Regions from separate parts of the Strix aluco genome. Here region 2 is linked to region 1. A link is a contact called in public Hi-C data. All regions are on one chromosome and are shown on one strand. Each heading gives the region's core, a stretch centred on a gene start, on an enhancer-like site or on the middle of the called end of the contact. The rest is flanking DNA. Distances are from core to core; before and after follow the strand shown. Region 1 holds the start of OTUD4 (OTU deubiquitinase 4). Region 2 holds the start of MMAA (metabolism of cobalamin associated A).

Region 1 (3,888 bases), core at 976-3,475:
CCTGCTCAAGCAAGTCTAGAGGAGGCAACGAAGAAGATTGGGGGGCTGGAGCACCTCCCCTGTGAGGACAGGCTGAGAGAGTTGGGGGTGTTCAGCCTGGAGAAGAGAAGGCTCTGGGGAGACCTTATAGCGGCCTTCCAGTACTGAAAGGGGCTACAGGAAAGGTGGGGAGGGACTCTTTATCACAGAGTGCAGGGACAGGATGAGGGGTAACAGTTTTAAACTGAAAGCGGGCAGATTTGGATTAGATAAAAGGAAGAAATTCATCCGTGTGAGGGTGGTGAGGCCCTGGCACAGGTTTCCCAGAGAAGCTGTGGCTGCCCCCTCCCTGGCAGTGTTCAAGGCCAGGTTGGACGGGGCTTTGAGCAACCTGGTCTAGTGGAAGGTGTCCCTGCTTGTGGCAGGGGGGTGGGACTAGAATGGTCTTTAAGGTCCCTTCCAACCCAAACCATTCTATGACCTGAACCTCTAAGACAGAGAGCTGGTTAAGCAGCGTGGGGATGTTTAAGAAAAGGAGCATGATGTAAAAATATTAGCAAGGAGCTGGAGGGAAAGCTCAAACTTCTCACCAGAAGATGGGAAAGGTTATCTAACAAAACTGAACCATAAACAGTTGCTGACACTGACTCAGATACCATATTCACTTAAGAAACTCAGACTAGAAGAGTCCTGCATGCTAGAGGTGCTTCTTCTGTAGATAAAAGCAATTTGGCAAGACACTTTTAAGACCTATCAAACTAGTATCCAGTTAAGAGTTTCTTAGGAATATTCCATTTTTCCTCACCCTATTTGTCACTGTTAGAGACAGAACTATCCTCCAACATGTTTACAAATTTGTCTTCTCTCATATTTGAGCCTTTTGTCATTGTGATTCTAAAGGCTGGTTAGAGGAAGGGCAAATGCCTTTCGTCACATCTGCTCAACTCAAGAACACCTGTACACACAAGGTCATCTAGTATGTGACAGAATGTAAATGTAGTTCTGATGAAGGGAATACACTGAGAAAATTAAATAATTTAAGTCATATAGTGGTCAGTTGCTTAAAAGCCTGCTCTTTTTGCAACTGACTCCTTAAGTCGATCAAGCAATGGTGACCCACAGATTAGTTTTTCCAAATACTGCTACTCAAGAAGCAATCTGTTTCTAAAAAGGTGAAGTTCTCGCTGAAGGTATCTAGCCTGTACACGCACAGTTTCTAAGACAGAAGGAGAAATGCATCCACCAAAAGACACCTGAAATACCTCAACATTAAATGCTCTATCAAGATAAGAATGGCCAAATTATAACTCATGAGTTATTACAGATGTTCTAATTAGCAAGCAGCTTTATTAAAACTTTCAGCCAGCACTTCTACCACAAGCAGCAGCTCCAGCCACTAGTTCCTCCTCTGCACCAACCTCTATTGCCCACACAAGCGCTTCTGCTGCCTGTACACTGAATCAGCTCAGAAAGCTGACTCAAGCTAAAAAACAAACAAACAAAAAATCACCCCAACTTTTATTTTTAAACCAAGATTAGTTTTGTGATTCAGTTCACGGCCTGCCTGTGCCAACACCTGGGCCGGCAGAGGGGAGGGGGGGGCAGCGCGGCGGGCGGGGGCTGCCTGTACTCATCCAACCGCAGCCTTGGCGGGAGGAGGCCAGCTCTCACCCAGCCTCTCGCCTGTCCTTTCCCGCTTCAGGCAGCGCCGGTTCACCAGAAGCCTCCTCCCAGCCCGCAAACCTGGCCTGCGCGACTCGGCCCAGGCCAGGGCCGCGCACCGGGGCAGGGACGGCCCCTCGGCCTGCAGCCCGGCGGAGGAACGGGCCCCACGAGGGGCCCTGCCTGCGCGGCGGCCCTCCCGCCGGGGGCACACGGGCCGCCGGGACTGCGGGACCGGACTCCCCGCCTGGAGAGGCCACGGCGCGGCGGGGCCCGCACCCTCCCCTCAGCCGCTGACTGGCACTTACCGGCGGAGGGGCGGGCGGCCCCCTCCTTCTCCTCTCCTCCTCCCCCCGAGCGACGGCGGCAGCGGCGACGCCCCCTCCTCGCCTCGTCGCGGCCCCGGCACTTCAATCTCCCGCGGCGGCCGCTCCGCTCGCGTCGCTCCCCGATGATGCGGCCGCTGCCAGCCCCGTCCCGGTCTCGCCCTCCCGCTTCGCCGCCCTCTCATCACTCTTCGGCGCCCCCCCTCCGCCCGCTATTGGTTTGTCCCACCGGCCACACCTGTGCGGGCTGCTGCGGCTCGTACCATTTGCCGCACGGGGGAGGGAGGAAGGAGGCGGCAGGGGAGAATACGCAGGTGCTGGAAGATGGAGGGTTTCGCGGGGTGTGTGTGTGGGGGGGGGCTGTTTTTCCGGGCTTCGTCGCTGGGCGGCTTTAAGGAGCCGCGTGGTGCTGAGGCGAGCGGCGATGTCCTCATGTCGCCACCCGCGGGGGCACGCAGTGGTACCGCCGGGGAACGTCTCCCTCCCCCCAGCCGGCAGGTCCCCGCGCTCGCGGCCACCAATGGCGGGAGGGGGGTGAGGGTCTCTGCCCGCCCTCACACCCCCTGCCTAATGGCACCGCTGCCTTCAGCAGCAGTTTAGCCTAGTTGTAAGCACACACCCCCCCCCGCCCCGGCTGTGGGATGCAACGGAAAACGTTTTTAAGAGTTTTTCTGACAGGTATTTTTTGTAATGAGTTAACAGCCCGGAAGAACAAGTGTGGGACAGGAGAGAGGGGGGATCCGGCAATCGCTGCCCAGAGGAAAAATTGTTAAAACTCTGCCCTCGGTATATGCGTGCTGTTACAGTGACAGTGTGTATTTTCATATCGCATTGCTCTTTCTCAGAAATGCTATAACGGATGTGAAGAAATACGTAAAATGTCTGTAACTCAGTGGTGGGAAGGTTGCGAGAAGATAAAGCAAGTGTGTAGCAAATTAAAATTTGATTTTTTTTTCCTAATAAAATGCTTATTCAGTGTAGGAAGTCATCACTCAAACGCACGACCAAGCCAAAGTGTTTAAGGGGACCTAATAAAAAATTAAACAAATACTTCAAGCTAGCTAGCATAAATATTAATAACGGTGATAAAGCCTGATGCTTAAGGGGACACAGTAAAAAAAAAAAATAGAAGCGTAGTCTGGTTAGAAAAAAAAGTATTTTTAGGTTGCCCATTTGCTTAGTAGTCCATTACGAGATTTTGGATTTGAATTGACCATTTTTGGTTGAAATAGAATATGAGGTTATATAAACTATTAGGCTTATCTGGTAAGGTGCAATTCAGTTTCCCTATTCTGTGCATATTAAATTGAAGCTGGCATGTGAACAGTACTTTTGAAGACAGTAGGCTAAAACGCAATCCTGTGGAAGTCATTTATCCCTATATGTTCTTAGGTTTCCAAAGTTAACAGCACCGTACACATTTAAGCTGGTAGTGCCTCCGTGTGCCTGCGTTTGTGCCAGACAGTGAAGCGCGTTGAGAAAACTGACCCAGCTGACAGCCAGGCGTTCCCCTACGTTATTTTTCAGTGAGATCAGGTCTGCAAACCATTTTGTTGTGCACTTGCTGCACAAACACTGACACAAGAGAGGGAGAAGGTAGGAAAGAGAAAATAGATGAAGAGGAGACGAGAGGTTTTGGTTTTGGTATAGTGCCAGGTCAGATCTTTGTCAAACTTCAACCTGAGACATCAAGGATGTTAAGATTTAGAGTTGTCCCAGACCCCTTGTACCAAATCTGAACAGCCTGTTCAAAGTCTTTATTTAATTCTTCCATGGTAAAATGCGTTCCCCATCAGATGCGTGCATTCTGACAAGTAACGATTACTTGGGTTTGGAGTATTTTGTGAAAGTTTACAGTTTCTTACCCAGGTTGTGTTCCTACTGACATCTACAAAACAGTTACACCCCTTATGCAGAAGCT
Region 2 (3,744 bases), core at 42-2,541, 140 kb after region 1:
ACTACACGAGGCTATTTTGAAATGGGAATTCTTGTCCCTTTCTGCTGTGGTTTCATCACATGCTGATATGGACACAAAATTGCATGTTTTCTGAACTCTGAAGAATGGATTGTTCAGTTCTCTGTGTATGATAATCTTGTGGACTGGAATAATAGGAATGAGATTAAATCGTGCATTCAGCAGTTAAGAACAAAACTTTTGTTATTTTATACAGTCCATCAGTTGCACTGCCAATCTGATAGGATTGTGAACAAGTCTAACACATTCTAGAAAAGTGCTGGTATCATTCTAAGGTACTAGTAACTGCTCAGCCAGGGGCCTGTGTGCGTTTCTGTTTGTTGGAAATAAATGCATGTACTTTAACAAGAAGAGGTGCAAGAAAGGGATGCTAAGATGACTAAATAATAACAACAAACCCACAGCCACCCTTGCCTGAGAGGAAATTTTAAAGATCAGGTTTAACTTGGCAAAAGGAAGACTGAAAAGAAATATGATTTAATAAACATGTTTGGGGGATTTAAACATTTCTTCTGCCTTCCTGATATCTGAAATGAAATCAGGGATTAGTAAATTGTCAATGCATTTTTAAGACTTCAGGCCAGGAGTGAAATGAGGATTTGTAACATCTTTTCTTAACAAGGAGAAGGCAAAGAAACTTATTACATCAAGGTGGAGTAACTGGAACTGGGTCTTGAGTGTATCTCCAAAGAGAGAACTTGAAAAGAGATTTGGTTGCCACTGTTGTTTTGTACCTCTAGTGCAATTAATCTTTAACATTCCTTTATAGAAAGTTTGTTTTTGCACTGACTGAGTTTGCTAGTTATGATATCCTTAGGATTTTAGATGAGGGTTGAGTCGCTTCCTGAGCCTAGGCTGAGGTTTCAATGGGGTTTGATGCACAAGGACCTGCGGAGTGGTGGATGATGGGCCCGGTCTCCCTCTGCAGCTTGGGGCGCAGCTCACGGCGGGCAGCTGCGGAAATTCTGCCTTGGTACGACCCCAGCCCCACGCCGCCCTCACGCAGTGCCCCTTTGGTCTGGGGGTGACCCCGATTCCGCCCAGAGCCGGATCACGGGAGGCACGGAGGGTGAAGGAGATGTTCCTGCCGGCATCAAGGCGCGGGAGGCTCTCGGGCTGCCGCCGCCCCTCCCCTCTCCCAGCCCCCGGGCCGCCGCTGCCGAGGGCCCCGTCTCCCGCCGCCGGAGCGCCGCCGCGGGCGGGGCTACGCGGGCGCCGACTTCTGGCGGGGCGGGCCCTTCGCCCCGTGGCCGGGCGGGTTCCGGCGCGGCGTTATGACGTTACTTCCGCCGGTAGGTGGCGGGGCGGGGGGGTCGCGCGAGGCGATACCCCGTACCCCCAACGTCGCCCCCGGGCTGAGGAGATGATGGAGCGGGTGCGGGGCTGGGGCCGTCCGGCGGCCCGGTAACGGGGGACGGGGCGACTCGGCAGCCTCCTCGACCCGCGGCGGCGGCGGTGGGGGGAGCCGCCCTGTCCCGCCGGGAGCGCGTCGTGGCGGCCGGGGCGAGCCTCTCCCCTCCCGCCAAAGGCGTCAGAAAGCGGTGAGGGAGAGTGGCCTGACGGGCCCTCGGAGCAGCTCTGCCGGGGTCGGGCTTTCAGGCTTCTGGCGGCGCTGAGGTGGGTAGGAGGAGGCCCGCCGAGCGTGGGGGTTGTGCCTGGTGCTGCTCTTCGTGTCCGTCCTCTGGGAGGTTTCAGCTCCTTGACTTTATTTCTAAACGTGCTCGTGTCTAGACCGTTTGGGGGTTTTTGGCTTTTTTTGGTTTGTTTTTTTTTTTTCCCTTCTGGAAATAACGTGTAAAAAGCTCCTGCTGAATAATTGTTTTAAAAAGGCCTGCAGCCGTGAAAGTAGAATATATGGCGATTTCAGGTTTGTTCATGGATTTTTAGGGTACTGTGTGTGCCCTTAGAGGTTGTCTTATTTGAAAATGCTTTATATTTATTTGATTATTTATAAAAATGATATGTTCATTTATTAAGTATGATAATAAAGAGATGCTGTGCTATTGAAGCTTCCTTTTATTCTGTTTTTCTAACGGGAAGAGGGAGCTGTCTTTTTTTGTTTAAAACAGTAGGTATGGATAAAATAAAAGCTGATGATCACCTGCATACGTAGGTTTCATTTGAGTCCTTACAGGTGCTTTGAAGGAAGTAAGAACATTTTTCTTTCTCTTTAGGGTGTCTGCAAATAGAAGTGAACTGATACCTCTGTTATTTCATCCCAAACAAGATGAAGATCCCCTCTTTGCTGCTGAGATTCCCTCATTGTTATTTCTCTAGAAGAACTTACTTCACAAACTTCGACTTTGCTTCCAGAGCAGATTTCCTGCGCGTTGAATCTCTTACGCCAGCGCACCTCGATCGTGTAAAGTGGATGTGGTCATCGAACGGTTTGAGGAGAGAGCTGTGTCAACAAGTGGCCCCTGACCAGCAAATAGAGGGACTTTCTGACAGAGAACAAAGACTTGTAGACAGACTTTACAATGGATTAATCCAGGGTCATAGAGCCTGTTTAGCAGAAGCCATTACACTTGTAGAATCAACTCAGAGTAGGAAGAAGAAAATAGCGCAGTTTCTCCTTCAGAAGGTATTATCCTACCACAGGGAACAAGAAAAGTTAAATCAAGGAAAACCACTTGCCTTTAGAGTGGGTTAGTCCTTTTATGTCTGTCCATGCTTTGATGGAATTACAGTCTTCACCTTTCATTATCACTATTGTTCTTTAAGCATCATGGTCTGTAGTCTTGGTTCATTGGTTTCTTATGGTTTGTAACCAATCTAGACCACTTCTGTTGTCCAGTAGAACTTTGACTTGAGCTGGAAAATGTGTTTGAAAAAGCTCTAGAAGTTATTGTTGCTTCCCAAGGGGGTGTTATTTGGGTCTTTTTAATAAATAGTTTAAGTGGAAATGTTGGGTAGTTTGCAGATTGATCGATGCAGCTGTTATCTATGCTTAGATAGGGAAGGATGTAGTTAAGCAGACCTGATCATTTCCTTAAGAAGGTGTTTTCCTGAATACTTCCTGAATCCCTTCCACGATCTACAAAAGGAAAACCATGTGCTTTCCTGTTTTATGGCCTTACTTTAAAGCAGCCTACTTTTCATCTGAGGAGACTTGAATCTGCTTCTCCTGAAAACTATAAAATATTTTTCCCTTGGGAAAAGGTGGACTACTAAAGCATGTCATGCCCAGCTGTCGTCTCTCGTGTGTGTACAAACGTAGTAAGAGCAAGAACTTGGGCATGGGAGTGAGAAATGTTTGGTGCTAATCTTAGTTTGTGTGCCTTGACTTGGAAGTAAATTGCCTCATTTTTTTGAAATAACAGCTCCTCAAGGTAAAGGCTTTTGCTTTTAGAGTGTTTATTTTATAAATAGGAAATCTGAAAAATCCAGATTGAGAATAGGACAGTCTTAAAGCTCTGAAGAATAAGTCAGCATAAATAAATTTATTTGGAGGGGAGGAAATGGGGCTGAATGAACCCAACGTTATGTTGGTATGGGTAGGATGAGGGGTGGTGAAGCGAGCGCTGCTGTGTTGGGTGAACCAAGATTGAGTATTTCAAGTCAATTAGATCTGCTTAGTTGGGTGTATCAGCTGTGGCATAGCTTTCGTTTGCCTTTGTTGTGATCTTGTGTTAAAGTATGAATCATTATTGACTTAGATGTTGATGGTGTTCACACGATGTATTATTTATTTGATTAACAAAATGGGTTTTTTTCTTCCTAATA

What was found. A called contact is a pair of places that touch in the nucleus more often than the background predicts.
Region 2: a contact with region 1 is called in a Hi-C map of heart, with 7 times the contacts expected there. The contact joins the promoter of MMAA here to the promoter of OTUD4 in region 1. A contact is called at or near these places in 2 of 2 Hi-C or Micro-C datasets (brain and heart).

What each region holds. Positions count from the first base shown.
Region 1 is chr4:80,139,476-80,143,363 of bStrAlu1.hap1, forward strand. OTUD4 (OTU deubiquitinase 4) reads right to left here and starts at 2,226. Exons shown (of 22, transcript XM_074823742.1): 1 at 1,950-2,226.
Region 2 is chr4:80,276,849-80,280,592 of bStrAlu1.hap1, forward strand. MMAA (metabolism of cobalamin associated A) reads left to right here and starts at 1,292. Exons shown (of 7, transcript XM_074823757.1): 1 at 1,292-1,310; 2 at 2,193-2,666. The coding sequence starts at 2,246.